Linked DNA regions of Mus musculus: all the other regions are linked to region 1. Evidence: chromatin contacts called from public promoter capture Hi-C data. All regions are on one chromosome and are shown on one strand. Each heading gives the region's core, a stretch centred on a gene start, on an enhancer-like site or on the middle of the called end of the contact. The rest is flanking DNA. Distances are from core to core; before and after follow the strand shown.

Region 1 (3,411 bases), core at 235-2,734:
ATACCTGACTGACTTCCCACAGTGTGAGGTGAATCCAGGCTCGCTGTGGTGCCAAGATGCAGAGGTTGATGAAGGCACAGCCCAAGGAGACGTGAAAATAGACTGGGAAGACCTTGCTCTGCACCAGTCCAAATGTGTGCCGCGGGAGGCTCCGAAAAAGCAGGAAGCCTGGGAGGTGGAGGGCCACAAACACCGTTAGGTTGCTTCCGGGTCCCCCTCCTACTCAGTCCTCACTCTAAATAACAGGTTGGAGGGTCCCTACCTGAGATAAAGGTCACCCACACCTGCATGCCCCAGGCACCAGACAAGACCAGCAAGTGGATGACTTTAATCAGACTTCCCGGGTCCTCTCCTTTTTCCATTCTGCAGCCCTGGGAAGGAAACAGTGGTGACTCAGCTTAACCTTCGACCCCCGAGCTTTGAGGCCTTGGCAGAGAGTGCATAGGGCCAGCCTCACACTGGTGCAAAGATGAGAGAAAACAGCCTGGAAATGGCAGTTGGAAGACCCAAAGTAGACCCTAGACAATCTCAAGCCCAACCAGTCGATCTGGGCTCAGGCTTGGGGCTGGAATCGTGGCTTTGCGGTCAGGGACTTTGTTGGTGCTGGCCTTACATGCTATCCTCCATACTTGCAAAATAATAGTAATAATAATAAGTAAATAATATCACCCAACATGAAGGCTTGTACCTGTAAATCCCCAACACTTGGAAGACGGAGACAGGGGAGTTGCCACTTTTCTAGCTCAAAGTTAGAAAAAGATTCCTCAATTCCAAAAAGCCTTTAAAGACGTAGAAACTGGCCTGGTGATTCACAGTTGTAACCCCAACATATCAGAGGGTGATGCAGGAAAATCACTGAGTTTGAGGACTGCCTGACATACTGTGAGACTCTCTCAAAATAAGGAAGCAAGCAAACATCTCAGGTCCAGCTGAGCAAATGGCTCAGCGGGCAGAGCGTTTGCCTCACGTGCAGGAAGCCTCGCGTTCCGTCTCCAGTTCTGCATAAAACAGGTTCTGGTTCTAGTCTGTCATTCCAGCACAAAAGTAGAAACAGGAGGGGCAGGAGTTGGAAGCCAACCAGAGATACATGAGACCTTGTCTCAAAACCAAAATTCTAGAACAAAAGACTCTCTCTAAACCACAATGTCCACTGCACCCCAAAAGCTTGAATCCCAGCAGCTCAAGTTCACATACTTAGGTTTTCAGGGATTACCCTAGCTCTGCAGACATCTAAGAGCCCTCATCCGGAACCCGAGATATTCTAAGAACATCCCAAAACACCCCCGGAGCCCCATCTGACCCCACCGTTGGAGCACACGAGCTCAGGCGTAGGGACCAAGAACCGTGGCAGCTCCAGTGCAGCTCCGGCTTGCCTGAGATTTCCCAGGTTTTCTTCCGCCCCGCAGGCCTCGCCCCACCTCCCAGCCAGAGCCAATGAGATCACAGCTCTCACTCCTCTGGACTCTCCCACTTAGGGATTGCCCAGTTGGCTTGCGGGAATCAACTGGCCATCTCGCCTCTCCGGACTTCATCCAGTCTCACCGAAGATGCGCAGGCGCCAATGAGCTCCGCGCCTGAGCGGAGTGAACGGGCGTGGCTTATGGGAGGACCACGCCCTTCTCTGTGACTCCACCTTTGGCCTCCCCTCGTTTTCCAACGATGGTGTCCTCAGGGGATCAAAACTTCAGCGTCACAGCTGGGGACTGGCTTCGTGGTCCCTGATGGGAGAGCATGAACGGGTGGTATGCTGTAGTAGGTGGGAATGGAAGAGAATGGGGAGACTGGAAGGGTGTTAGATTGACAGAACAAGGGGTTAGGACTAATAGCAATGGTTAAGCTTCCAAGCTCGAAAATTTTTCTGGAGAAGGGGACAGCTGAAGATTCAATTGGGGTTGTGGGGAGGGCAGGCAAGGTTGGGGACCTTCTGGTGGTGACGCTCAGAAATGTGTCTTTCCTTTCCCGCTCTAATCTTCGAGGGTATCTGTGGTCCTCAGGTGACATTCTAGAACAAATTTCATTTACAAGCATTGGACTAAATCTGTGTAATCAGGGCAGCCCAATATAGTATATATAATTTTTTCCCCTCCCAGATAGATTCTCACTGTGTAGCCATGGCTGGCCTGGAACTAGCTTTGTAGACTAGGCTGGCTTGGAACTCAGGGACCCCCTGAGTTCTGGGATTAAAAGGGCTGAACTACCACATCCTGTCCTTTATGTGTTTTGTTTGTTTCAGATTTAAAAAAATTTTTATGTGTATTAACGATTTGCTTGTATATATGTCTGGGCACTGCTTTCGAATCTAGTGCCTGTAGAGGTCAGAAGAGGGCATCAAATCCTCTGGGACTGGAGACACAGACGGTTGTGAGTCACCCTATGGGTGCTGGGAATTGAACCTGGGTACTCAGGAAAAGCAGCTAAACCAACTCTCAAGCCATTTTTTTTTTTAAGGTTTTTGTGACAGGGTCTCTTGCCCTGACTTGACTGAGACTCACTAAGTGGACCAGGCTGGCCTCGAACTCAGAGAGATTTGCCTGCCTTTGCCTCCTGAGTGCTGGGATTAAAGGCATGTGACTACTTTCTGTCCCCTTTTTAAATATAAAGCCTTGTTATCCTTGTTGTGCATGAGACATGTCTTACGAGTGCGTGTGTCATGGCACGCACGGCAGAGGACAACTTTACGCAGTTGGTTTTCTCTTCCCACCTTTAAGCTGGTCACTGGGCATCCGTTTGGGTTTACCTCTCCTCTGACTTTCACTTCTGCCAATACTGAGGAGATTCTGGCTGGAACATCTCTGAGGAGTCTCTTTGGGGAAACACTAAAGAGATCAGGTGTCTGGGGCTGGTTCTTAGTTGGCAAAGCACCTGCCTAGCGTGCAGCTGGGTTCCACCCCAGCACTGTGTAAACGGGATGCAGTGACACACGCCTGTCGTCCTAGCCACCGGGGAGGTAGAAGATGGAGAATCAGCTGTTCAAGATCATTCTTGGTTACATAATGAGTTGGAGGCTAGCCTGGGCTACATGAGACTGTTTCAAAACAATACATAGCTAAAACCAAAAGGATGGGGAGTTAGTGGGCTCAGAGCTCCTCCCATGCCCCCTTTGCAGTGACTCTCTTTTGGCTGGCCTATCCCGGGACTCTGACGACTGTGTTTCTCATCTCTGCACACCTCCGTTACTCGCCATCACATCTTGGGCTGCTAAGGAGAGGAGCCAGTACTCACCACCTCCTGGAGAGCCTGGTAGACATTTGGAGGCCTGGGAGGGGCTGACAATTACAAGTGGCTTTCACTTGTCCCTGAAGGAAACCTTTGTCCCCCTAGGGCCCTCCTCAGACAAGGCTTTGGACTGTATGACCCACTGGTCCAGGGTTTTGGAGCCTGAGATCGTGAACACTGCTTCTGAACAAGCAG
Region 2 (3,369 bases), core at 490-2,989, 660 kb before region 1:
GAAGGATCATAAATTTAGGACAGAGTAGCAGGTAAAGGTGCTTGCTGCCAGCCGGACGACCCGAGTTCAGTCCCTAGGACTCATGTGGTAGAAGGTGACTTCCAAAAGTTGCCCTCTGAGTGCCACATAAGTGCTGTGGCAAGGATGTGTACACACATGCACACACACACCCACGCACGTGTGTGCACTCGCGTACACACACACACACGTGCACATACACACACAGATAAATAAGTGTAATAAATAAATAATAGGCAAATTCAAGGCCATCCTCAGGCACATAGCTTGTAAGTTCAAGCTCAGCCTGGGCTACATAAGATAGGGTCTCAAAATACCAAAATTGGGGCCGGAGAGATGGCTCAGCAGTTAAGGGCACTGGCTGCTTTTTCAGAGGTCCTGAGGTCAATCCCCAGCAACCACATGGTGGCTCAAAACCATTTGTAATGGATTCTGATGCCCTCTTCTGGTGTGTCTGAAGACAGCGACAGCGTTCTCATAAAAATAAAATAAATAAATAAATAAAAAAGATTCACTAAAAAAAATGCCAAAATCGTTTTCCTTTTTTTTTTTTTTAATTTATTTACTTATTATATGGAAGTACATTATAGCTGTCTTCAGACACTCCAGAAGAGGGAGTCAGATCTCGTTACGGATGGTTGTGAGCCACCATGTGGTTGCTGGGATTTGAACTCTGGACCTTCGGAAGAGCAGTTGGGTGCTCTTACCCACTGAGCCATCTCACCAGCCCTCGTTTTCCTTTTATAGTCTTACAGATAACTCCCTCAAATTTTGCTCAGGAGAAAACTGAGGCACTGAGAATCATGACCAATGGGGCACCAATGGGTCAGGGATAGTCACATCCCCAGGGTGACATCTGTTCTGGGTTGATAAACTCTGTTGTGTTCACAGTCTCTTTCGTTCTCATGAAGCTCAGGCTGGTTTCAAACGCCTTGCACAACAGAGGAGGGGCCTGTGCCCCTGCCTTTGCCTCAGAGACTTGGGTTTCATGCACCACTACACTCAGTTTCTGGGTTTCAGGGAATAGAACACAGGGCCTCACGTGTGCTAGGCCCTCTACCAACTCAGCTCCATCGCCAGTGTGCTCAGTCTTTGAGTACCCCAGCACTAAAGAAGCTGACGCAGGCGGGCAGCCATGAGTTGGAGGCCAGCCTGAGCTCCAGGGTGGGTTCTCTGCCTGGGCTCTCCAATTTCACTGCAGGTCGGGGCATGTGTTCTGGGCGTGAACGGAGCTCGTGTGCCTAAGCAGGACTTGAATAGTCGGAATGTATTCTCCTTAGGAGAGTCAGGTCTAAGTGAGAGCTTGTCTCAAAACATTGGAAAGGCCCTTCAGATGGCTCAGCGGATAAAGATGCGATAAAGGTGCTGGCTGTCTAGGAACCTGAGTTGGCTCTTACGAGATCTCCACAGGCACGACAAGCCCCATGTATCGCACCCAGAACATGGGACCTTCAATGCAGTGGAATTTGAGTGGCAGGGCGGGGAAATCTGCACTTTTGAGCGAGAGAAGGTCCGGCGTCCGCAGCTTGAGATGTCATTCAGAACAAGGGTGTGCAAGGCTTGAGAAAGGGCTGTAAATGGGCGTGGCTTCTCCGGCTCTGACCCATTGGTCTGAGATAAGGGCCCCCAGGGACGCGCTTGCGCCTGCGCGGTGAGATTAGGAGGGTGTGGTGAGTCCAAGGGAGGCGGACTGTACAGGGGCGTGGCTTGCTCGCTAGCCAAGCCCACCGTATCCGGGTGCTCTGGGCCACCAAGATGGCGCTGGCTGTGGGAGCCCGGGTATCCGCTGCGGCCAGAGCCGGACCCGGGAGCCCGGCTCTGAGTATAGAGTAACACTGTGCTGGCCGCGGGGCTGCTCCCGAGCGTTCGCAGTTCCCCGGACCTCGGGGACACCTGCGTCCTTCCTCTCCGGCGGGTCCATGAACTCCGTGTCGCCGGCTGCGGCGCAGTACCGCAGCGGGAGCTCGGAGGACGCGCGCCGGGCCGATTGTCGCCGGCCGAGGGGACAAACCCGTATCCCGGATCCTAGCAACCTGGGACCTTCGGGGTCCGGAGTGGCAGCTCTCGGTTCATCTGGGACAGACCCCGCCGAGCCCGACGAGGTGGACAAGTTCAAAGCCAAGTTCCTGACAGCCTGGAACAACGTCAAGTATGGTGAGGAGGGGGTGCACTGGTCAAGGGTGTCAGAGGGGTCAGAGCAAAAGAAACCAAACCTTTACCCTGTCCTGTGGATGAGCCCATCCAGGAGGAGTCACAAGCAGGTCCTCCGCCCTTCCCAGTCCTGGACGTGGGGCAGGTTAAATGGGAAAGGTTTTCAAGCTCCGCCCATTGCACCTGTTTGACCTTGGCCAAATACCTTGCTTTCCTGCGGTCTGTTTACTGCCCTCTGTAACATAGGTGCAATAGTATGAACAGAGTTAATAGATGTTGGTTCACACCTGTAATCCCAGCACTTGGGATGCTGAGGCAGGAGGTTTACCAAGAGTTCTAGGCTATCCTGGACTATATAATAAGTTCCAGGCTGACTTGAGCTCCTCATGAGACTGGGTCTCAAAAAATCGGAAAACAGGGGGCTGGAGAGACTGCTCAGCAGCCTTGGCTGTTCCTCCAGAGGAACAATTACCAGCACCCACATGGCAATTCACAATTGTCTGTAACTCCAGTTTCATGGGATCTAACACCCTCACACAGGTATACATGCAGGCAAAACACCAGTGGATATTTTAAAAAAAAATTGGAAAAAGGCTAGTGAGATGCCGCAGTAGTTAAAGGCATTTGTCACCAAGCTTAAGGACCTCAGCTCCAGCCTGGACCCCAATGGTGGAAGGAGAGCCCCCACTCCTGTCAATGTTCTATACTCCAGACCCAAACTGTGGTGCTTGCTTGTCCACATATATACACAAGCTCACATACACAAAATAAAAATGTGCTTTATAGATTTACAGCAAAACCCAACAGTCAGAATAGAACGGCCCTGGGTTGATAGTGGGTCCTTATGAAGATGTGACTAAGTCCCACCTGTGTTCCAGACAGATGTGGTGTGGCATGGATTTTGCAGAGCCGCCGCCCTGACATCTCAGCTAGGATCAGGCCCAGTTCAACACTGGGGAATGGAAGACCCATTGCTGATACTTGAGTGCTTTAAATTGCTGCGAGCTACTCCATGTTTCCCCAGGTTGGGCAGTTAAAAGCCGGACCAGCTTCAGCAAGATCTCCACTGTTCACCTCTGCGGGCGATGCTACCATTTCGAGGGAGAGGGTGAGGTGTCAAATCTGGAACCAGGGTAGGGGAAGTCTCCTAGGGTTCTCCTTGATTGCCAGGCTGACCAGTTGGTTCTCATAGGTGACATC
Region 3 (3,207 bases), core at 512-3,011, 840 kb before region 1:
TGACCCACAAACCTGTCCCTTTGTATTTGTCCACGAAACAGTACTTGAGTTCGTAGTCGCTCAGGAGGTCATGTACTTCCTGCAGAGACACAAGCAGAAGCCGGGGAGTCACTGGGCAAGGCCGCCTACAGGTGGACCCTCCATTCAAGCAGATAAATGAATAGCTGTTTGTCCATACAGCTATCTTCTACAATCTATCTTGTGCAGGGCAAGACTGCAGATTACATGCTAGGAACACCAACAACTCAAACTGCACACCTTCAAGGAGGCTGCCCAACTTGTCTGATTCCCCTGTGCAAGGTTGAAACCGGTCCACAGCTAATTATGAAGCCATTTTCTCCAAGAGGAAAACAGCTGAGGCTGTAAGAAGTGAAACACACAAACTATCATGACAACAGGGGGCATGCTACCCAGGGGTACCTGGCCAGGGCTGTCATGACAACAGGGGGCATGCTACCTGACCAGGGACCCCACTCACTTATCTGACCCTACACTGTGTGGGTGCAGGGGCCACCCAAACTCCCTCATGTTGACAGGGCTGCTGTTTTGAATGCTGGCTTCCAGGGCAAGTTGCCTGGCTTCCTTGCACCAAATGACCTGTGTATGAGCCCAAGGAGATAGGGCTGGCAGTTCCAGATATGCAGGACACCATGCACACAAGTGTCTATTCCTTGTCTGGTCCTTTATTGTGTTCCCCAACACCTCTGCAGCTTCACTAGCCATGTGCCTATAGAGCAGGGGGTACTAGGGTGAGCCAGTGAGCAGACAATTTAGCAGCAATCAGAAAGGGCCTATCCCACCACCACCGGGCAGGGCAACAGAGATACCACTTTCTTGGGTCCAAAGAGCATTGCACACCCTGCTCTACATGGGTTCCCAATAGAAGGGCAGTCCCGGCAGACAAGATTAGCCACAGGGAAGTGCCACAGAATACAACCCCCGCCCCCCACCGCGGCATGTTCATGTCGAAAGGAGACTTCATTTTCCCAAATCAATTCTAGTAGGCATTGAGGGATGCAGCTCCAACTTCCGGGTCTACCTCTAAAAGGTGTCGATTATGCTTGATAAGAAAAGCCATGCTCTTAATTCTGAAACTTCCAGATTTGAGCTCCTGTCACCCGAAGGCAGAGGAGGGAAACAACCCTCTGAATATGCATGGGTCAGTTGGAATCTATTTCAATCAATCTATTCACAGTCTCCCGTACATATTTCAGCAGGGCCACAGCTGCCTGCCCCTTCCAACTACCTGCAACCTTCAACCACTTGGCCTCTCCCAAGTCCGATGGTCGCCCCTAGCAACGTCGACCAGCACTTTAAAGTGTTTTCTTTTTTTTCTTTTTCCTAACCATGCCCTTTCCACTTCGTTCTTAATGTTTCACGACCCTGGGAGAGGATATGACACTGGGGAGAGCCCCCACTCACAGCAGCGTTGGTACCGCCCGGTTTCCACCCCCCCGCCCGCGTGCGCGCGCACGCGCACCGTGGTGTTTCCCGCCACGCTCTCACCCCCACCCCCCATACCTGGTTGGTCACGTCCCCCGGGAGGCCTCGGATCAGTATCTTGCGGCGGTTACGGAACTGGCGCTCAGTGTGTTCCAGGCGTTTCCGGATCTCTTCCGGATCGAGCGGCGGCAACTCTTGTTCGGGCGCCCGGCGATCGACGGTCTCGGGAGTTTCCGCTTCGGCCTCCGCCTCTGGGCTCAGCGGCGGCCGGTGAGTAACGGACACGTCGGCCGCCATCTTGGGAAACCCGGCGCCTTCTGGGACCAGCGAGCTCAGGGCGGAGCGACATAGAGCGGCAAGGAGGTCGCGTGTAGTGATTGGTTGGTGGAAGCCCCGCCTCTCTCCCGGCCCCTTTCAGCGTATTGGCTAGAACCAGCCCCGCGAGCGTTGCCCCCTTCCCCTGACTCTGGGCCATTGAATAAAAGGGCGGAGCTGCAACATGGAGCCGCCTTACAAGGCAGGATTGAGAATAGGCAGGCGTGAATCCCTAACACCGCCTTAAGAGTTGGTCAGGTGCACACACCTGTAATCTAAGCCCTTTAGAGGGGAAGGCAGATCTTATGATGTCATCCACAGTTACAACGGAAATCAAATTCATGAGGATCCTGTCTCAAAAGAGAAAATGAAACGACAGACAAAAATTAGGTGTACTGATGTACGCATGCAATTCCAGCACTTTAGAAATGGAAGCTGCCAGGCAGTGATGGCGCACGCCTTAAATCCCAGCACTTGGGAGGCAGAAGTAGGTGGATTTCTGAGTTCGAGGCCAGCCTGGTCTACAGAGTGAGTTCCAGGACAGCCAGGGCTACACAGAGACATCCTGTCTCGAAAAACCAAAATGGAAGCTGCAGGACTTGAAGTTCAAAGTCATTCCCTACTATACAACTCAAGTTTGAGATAAACCTGATTCAAAAAAGAAAAACAAACAACCAAATAACAACGACAAATGCTGGCATTATTTTCAGCACTCTGAAGGCCTAAGCAGCCTGGTCTACATAGTAAGTCAGGGTTTCAAAAAACAAAGAAAAAAAGGACTAACTGCTAAGCATGGCAACCCCTGAGTTTCATTTCCAGCAGACTTGGTAGGGGTAGTAGAGATAGACAGCACAGGAAGCAAAAAGTTAAACAGGAGCTGGGGAAGGAACTGGCAAAAGACACAAGGAAGAAAAGATCAGCAGTTTATAATGACAGACATGGATCTCTCTAGCACCAGAAAACTACTTTCAGGAGTCTATGGGCAAGTGCTAATGTGTGTGTGTGTTTGTCTTTCATGACAGGGTTTCTCTGTGGCTGTCCTGGAATAACTTACTCTGTAGACTAGGCTGGCCTTGAACTCACAGAGATCCACCTGCCTCTGCCTCCAGAGAGCTGGGATTAAAGGTGTGCACTATCATGCTGAAAGTTTTATTTTAAAGATTTATTTTTATATTTTTTAATGTGAGTACATTTAATGTGTGTCACTCTCTTCAGACACACCAGAAGACGGCATCGGATCTCATTACAGATGGTTGGGAGCCACCATGTGGTTGCTGGGAATTGAACTCAGGACCTCTGGAAGAGCAGTCAGTGCTCTTAACCACTGAGCCATCTCTCCAGCCCTTGAAGGTTTTATTGATCTGGAACTTGATACGGCCCAATCCTCCTCTCAGTCTGGACCTTGGTCTTCCCCTGTCTCAGGACAACTTACCCTGGGCTGTATCTTTG
Region 4 (3,363 bases), core at 275-2,774, 610 kb before region 1:
TTTCCGGTTTTGTTTTTGTTTTTGTTTTTGTTTTTGTTTTTGTTTTTTTTGAGACAGGGTTTCTCTGTATAGCCCTGGCAGTCCTGGAACTCACTTTATAGACCAGGCTGGACTCAAACTCAGAAATCTGCCTGCTTGCTTCTGCCTCCAGAGTGCTGGAATTAAAGGTGTGTGCCACCATTGCCCAGCAACTTCTAAGGTTGCTTTTTTTCTTTTCTTTTCTTTTCTTTTTTTTTCTTTCTGTTTTTATCGAGACAGGGTTTCTCTGTATAGCCCTGGCTGTCTTGGAACTCATTTTGTAGACCAGGCTGGCCTCGAACTCAGAAATCTGCCTGCCTTTGCCTCCCAAGTGCTGGGATCAAAGGCGTGCCCCACCACGCCTGGCTTAGGTTAACCATTCTTTATTTTCTCAAGATTTATTTCTTTATTGTATATAATAGTGTTCTGCTTGCATATATGCCTGCATGCCAGAAGAGGGCACCAGATCTCATTATATATTGTTGTGAACCACCATGTGGCTGCTGGGAATTGAACTCAGGTCCTCTGAAAGACAGGATCTGGAAGAGAGCAGGCAGTGCTCTTAACCTCTGAGACATCGCTCCAGCCCTAATCATTGTTATTCTAGAACTTATTTTAGATCATGTCTGTCAACATTTCAAACCTTCCACTGATCAAAGAAAATTTTTGTTTATTGAGACTGGGTCTCACGTACCCCAGGCTGTCCTCAAACTCCTGTGTAGCTAAGGCTAGCCTGGAACTACTGTGCCTCCTTCTTCATCTCCCAAGTGCTGGAATGATAGGTGTTTTTCAAAACTACCTTTTAAGGTTGGACATGGTGGCATACACCTTTAAACCCCACACTCAGAGATAGAGGCATGGGTATCTCTCTTAGTCTGGTCTACATAGCAACTTTCAGGATAGCTAGGACCCCAGGGAGGCTCAGTCTCAAAATAATAATAATAATAATAATAATAATAATAATAATAATAAAGGAGATCCTGCAGCTTCTGCCTCCCCAGTGCTGGGATTGGAAGATTAAAGTCGTAAACCTCCTACCCAGAGGCCCAGGGACATGCCACTCCTTCTCTTTTATTCCTTTCTGACTTGTGTTCAAACTCTCAAAATCTTACCAATAGGATGAATGAGCACATGACAACTTTTTCTGCATCCCTAGCTCAGTCAGCGCTCAGTACCTGGACAAAGAATGACTTGCTGAGCGGTGGTTGAGCACACCTTTAATCCCAGTATTTGAGGCAGACAGATCTCTTGAGTTCCAGGCCAGCCGTGTTACAGAGTTCCGGTACATCCAGGGCTGCACAGAGAAACCCTGTCTAAAAACAAAACAAAAACAAACCCACAAAACCCAAAACAACAACAACAAAAAGAATGACTGACCAGCAGATGCAACACACTAATTGTCCACAGAGAGAGCGGACTGGAAACCAGAAGGTGGCTGCCCCCCAACGCCCCTCCCTGGGCACGCCCCTAAGGGGCGGGGCTGTCTTGGGCGTGCGCGCTGGGGGCGGTGTCAGGCGGGGCAGGGCGGGGCCAGCAGCGCGCGGTGTCTCCCGCCCGCTTGGGTTGGGGTCGCGCTGGCTTCGGACTCAGCTCTCCTCGGTTGAGGCCATGGAGGACGATCGGAAGGACGCAGTCTATGGTAGGAGTAGCCTCCGGCCTGTAGGTCGCCTGTGCTGACTTGGGAAGGAGGGGGTTTTGAGGAAGGGCAACATCTGAGAGCCTTAAAACAAAACACTCGTGGCTGCAGGCAGTACGAAGGCCCTTCTGTCCGCGTCCTCAGGCCTCTGCATCCCGCGCTGGCTCAGCCGGAGCTCTTGGCCCTAGCCCAGGTTGTCCCCCGTGTCTCTTTTCGGGGATCTTCAAGCTTACTCCCTTCCTGAGCGATGAGCCGGGACTTATGGCGCATGCTCCTCGCCTGGAGGTCCCGTTATCTGGGAGAATTAGGTGATGGGCGGGGGAGGGGATGCGAGGCGATCTTAGCTTGGGGTGTGGGCAAGAATGGGGCCCGACCTCGCCACATGTCCCGTCTCCTTAAGACCCAAGTGTCCTCCACATCTTCGCCATTTACATCCAGAATAGCGACTCCAAGCTTAGTACTAGATGGGGAAACTGAGGCAAGGCTGAAGAGTCCCGTATAACTGGAATTAGGTGCCTAATGCGACAGGGAAGGTCAGAGACGAGGCGGGCAGGCGGGGAGCAATGCAGAAACTTTCCCTGCCTGTGCTGATTGTTGCAGGTGCCTGTAATTTTAAGGGTTCCAGGAGACCCGGACCTCAGTAAGGCCTGAGGTGGCCTTAGCCACTTGGAGCTGGGGGTGGGGCCAAGATGCGGATTTCTCACCCTACCCGACTCCGGGTTCCCACGGACTGGGTGTTGAACTCTGAGCCTCCTTCCTCTTATCTATTTTAGGTTCCTTGGGCCTAAATCGGCCACAAGCCTTAAGAGGCATAGCTGAGACTCTGGCAGAGGGGCTCTATCCCTCCCCCTGATATACCACTTTGTGTGACTGGAACTTCCTGGAAACTGCTAGACTCTAGAGTCTTGGGGAGGGGGCCGGAAATGGTTCAAAAATAACTAGAAAAGCAAGTAGGCTCTCTGCCTTCCTCCTCTTTCCTGGGTCTGTGCGGTCCAGGGGGAGGAAAAAAAAAGAATAGACAGGTCCCAGAGGCTGTGACACACCCTTCCTGGCCTAAAGGAAGGTAGCAAGACCTAGCCTTTCAGGGCTCTCCCAGCTTGAAGTTGCCAGCCCCCAGACCACTAGAAGGTCTGAAGCCCCAGGCTCTTGGGTTGCTGTGCAACTATTGAGTGCTTCTGGCTGTCTCTGGTGTGGGATTCTTGGTCTGGGAGCCTGAGTATGCTTGGGTATCACACCTGAGAGAATCTTTGGTCTTCTCGAGGTCTGTTTGAAATAAAAGTGGGGCAGAATGAGCGTGGATATTATTTTACCTGGCTTCAATTTGTCCAAAGGGTGGAACTTTTTTTGCGGGGAGAGGCAGAGGGGGGCTGTACATTGTGTTGCGATGGAAATCGGAGACTCATGCATGGCGCATGGTCAGTAAGCCGTGGGTTTGAAGCTAGAACCCTGGCTCATGTTTAGCAAGAACTGGAATCTAGATGGGGTCGCTCATGCTCAGAAAGCACTGGTGTTTATGTGTGGGTGGGGCTGGAACCCAGGGCTTCTACAAGCGCTGAGACTGAAACTCAAGGCAACACGCATGCTCAGTGGGTAGTAGGGCCTGGAAGCCTGGAAGCCTCAGTCGTGTTCAGCAAGTGATTGGCCTAGATCCCACTCTGCTGCTAAGCCCCCAACCCCCCAGCCCCAGGCCCCCAGGAATTTAACGAACC

The links. Promoter capture Hi-C pulls out the DNA fragments that hold promoters and counts their contacts.
Region 2: a contact with region 1 is called in a promoter capture Hi-C map of liver. The contact joins the promoter of Atg4d here to the promoter of Ccdc159 in region 1. A contact is called at or near these places in 3 of 39 promoter capture datasets (liver and pre-B cells).
Region 3: a contact with region 1 is called in a promoter capture Hi-C map of liver. The contact joins the promoter of Raver1 here to the promoter of Ccdc159 in region 1. A contact is called at or near these places in 2 of 39 promoter capture datasets (erythroid cells and liver).
Region 4: a promoter capture Hi-C map of hippocampal neurons shows a contact between it and region 1, with 4 times the contacts expected there. The contact joins the promoter of Slc44a2 here to the promoter of Ccdc159 in region 1. A contact is called at or near these places in 7 of 39 promoter capture datasets (the 3T3-L1 cell line, hematopoietic stem and progenitor cells, hippocampal neurons and 4 more).

What each region holds. Positions count from the first base shown.
Region 1 is chr9:21,925,987-21,929,397 of GRCm38.p6, forward strand. Ccdc159 (coiled-coil domain containing 159) reads left to right here and starts at 1,485. Exons shown (of 13, transcript NM_025977.3): 1 at 1,485-1,742; 2 at 3,107-3,240; 3 at 3,322-3,411. The coding sequence starts at 1,732. It overlaps Tmem205 (transmembrane protein 205), which reads right to left and starts at 1,549. Exons shown (of 4, transcript NM_178577.5): 1 at 1,306-1,549; 2 at 263-371; 3 at 5-168. The coding sequence starts at 362.
Region 2 is chr9:21,263,546-21,266,914 of GRCm38.p6, forward strand. Atg4d (autophagy related 4D, cysteine peptidase) reads left to right here and starts at 1,740. Exons shown (of 10, transcript NM_153583.10): 1 at 1,740-2,172; 2 at 3,194-3,277; 3 at 3,362-3,369. The coding sequence starts at 1,938.
Region 3 is chr9:21,090,238-21,093,444 of GRCm38.p6, forward strand. Raver1 (ribonucleoprotein, PTB-binding 1) reads right to left here and starts at 1,762. Exons shown (of 13, transcript NM_027911.4): 1 at 1,522-1,762; 2 at 13-79. The coding sequence starts at 1,740. Gm38431 (predicted gene, 38431) reads right to left here and starts at 1,771. Exons shown (of 17, transcript NR_038081.2): 1 at 1,522-1,771; 2 at 13-79.
Region 4 is chr9:21,319,195-21,322,557 of GRCm38.p6, forward strand. It overlaps Slc44a2 (solute carrier family 44, member 2), which reads left to right and starts at 1,525. Exons shown (of 23, transcript NM_001359227.1): 1 at 1,525-1,657. The coding sequence starts at 1,627. It overlaps Gm39302 (predicted gene, 39302), which reads right to left and starts at 1,920. Exons shown (of 2, transcript NR_166671.1): 1 at 1,396-1,920.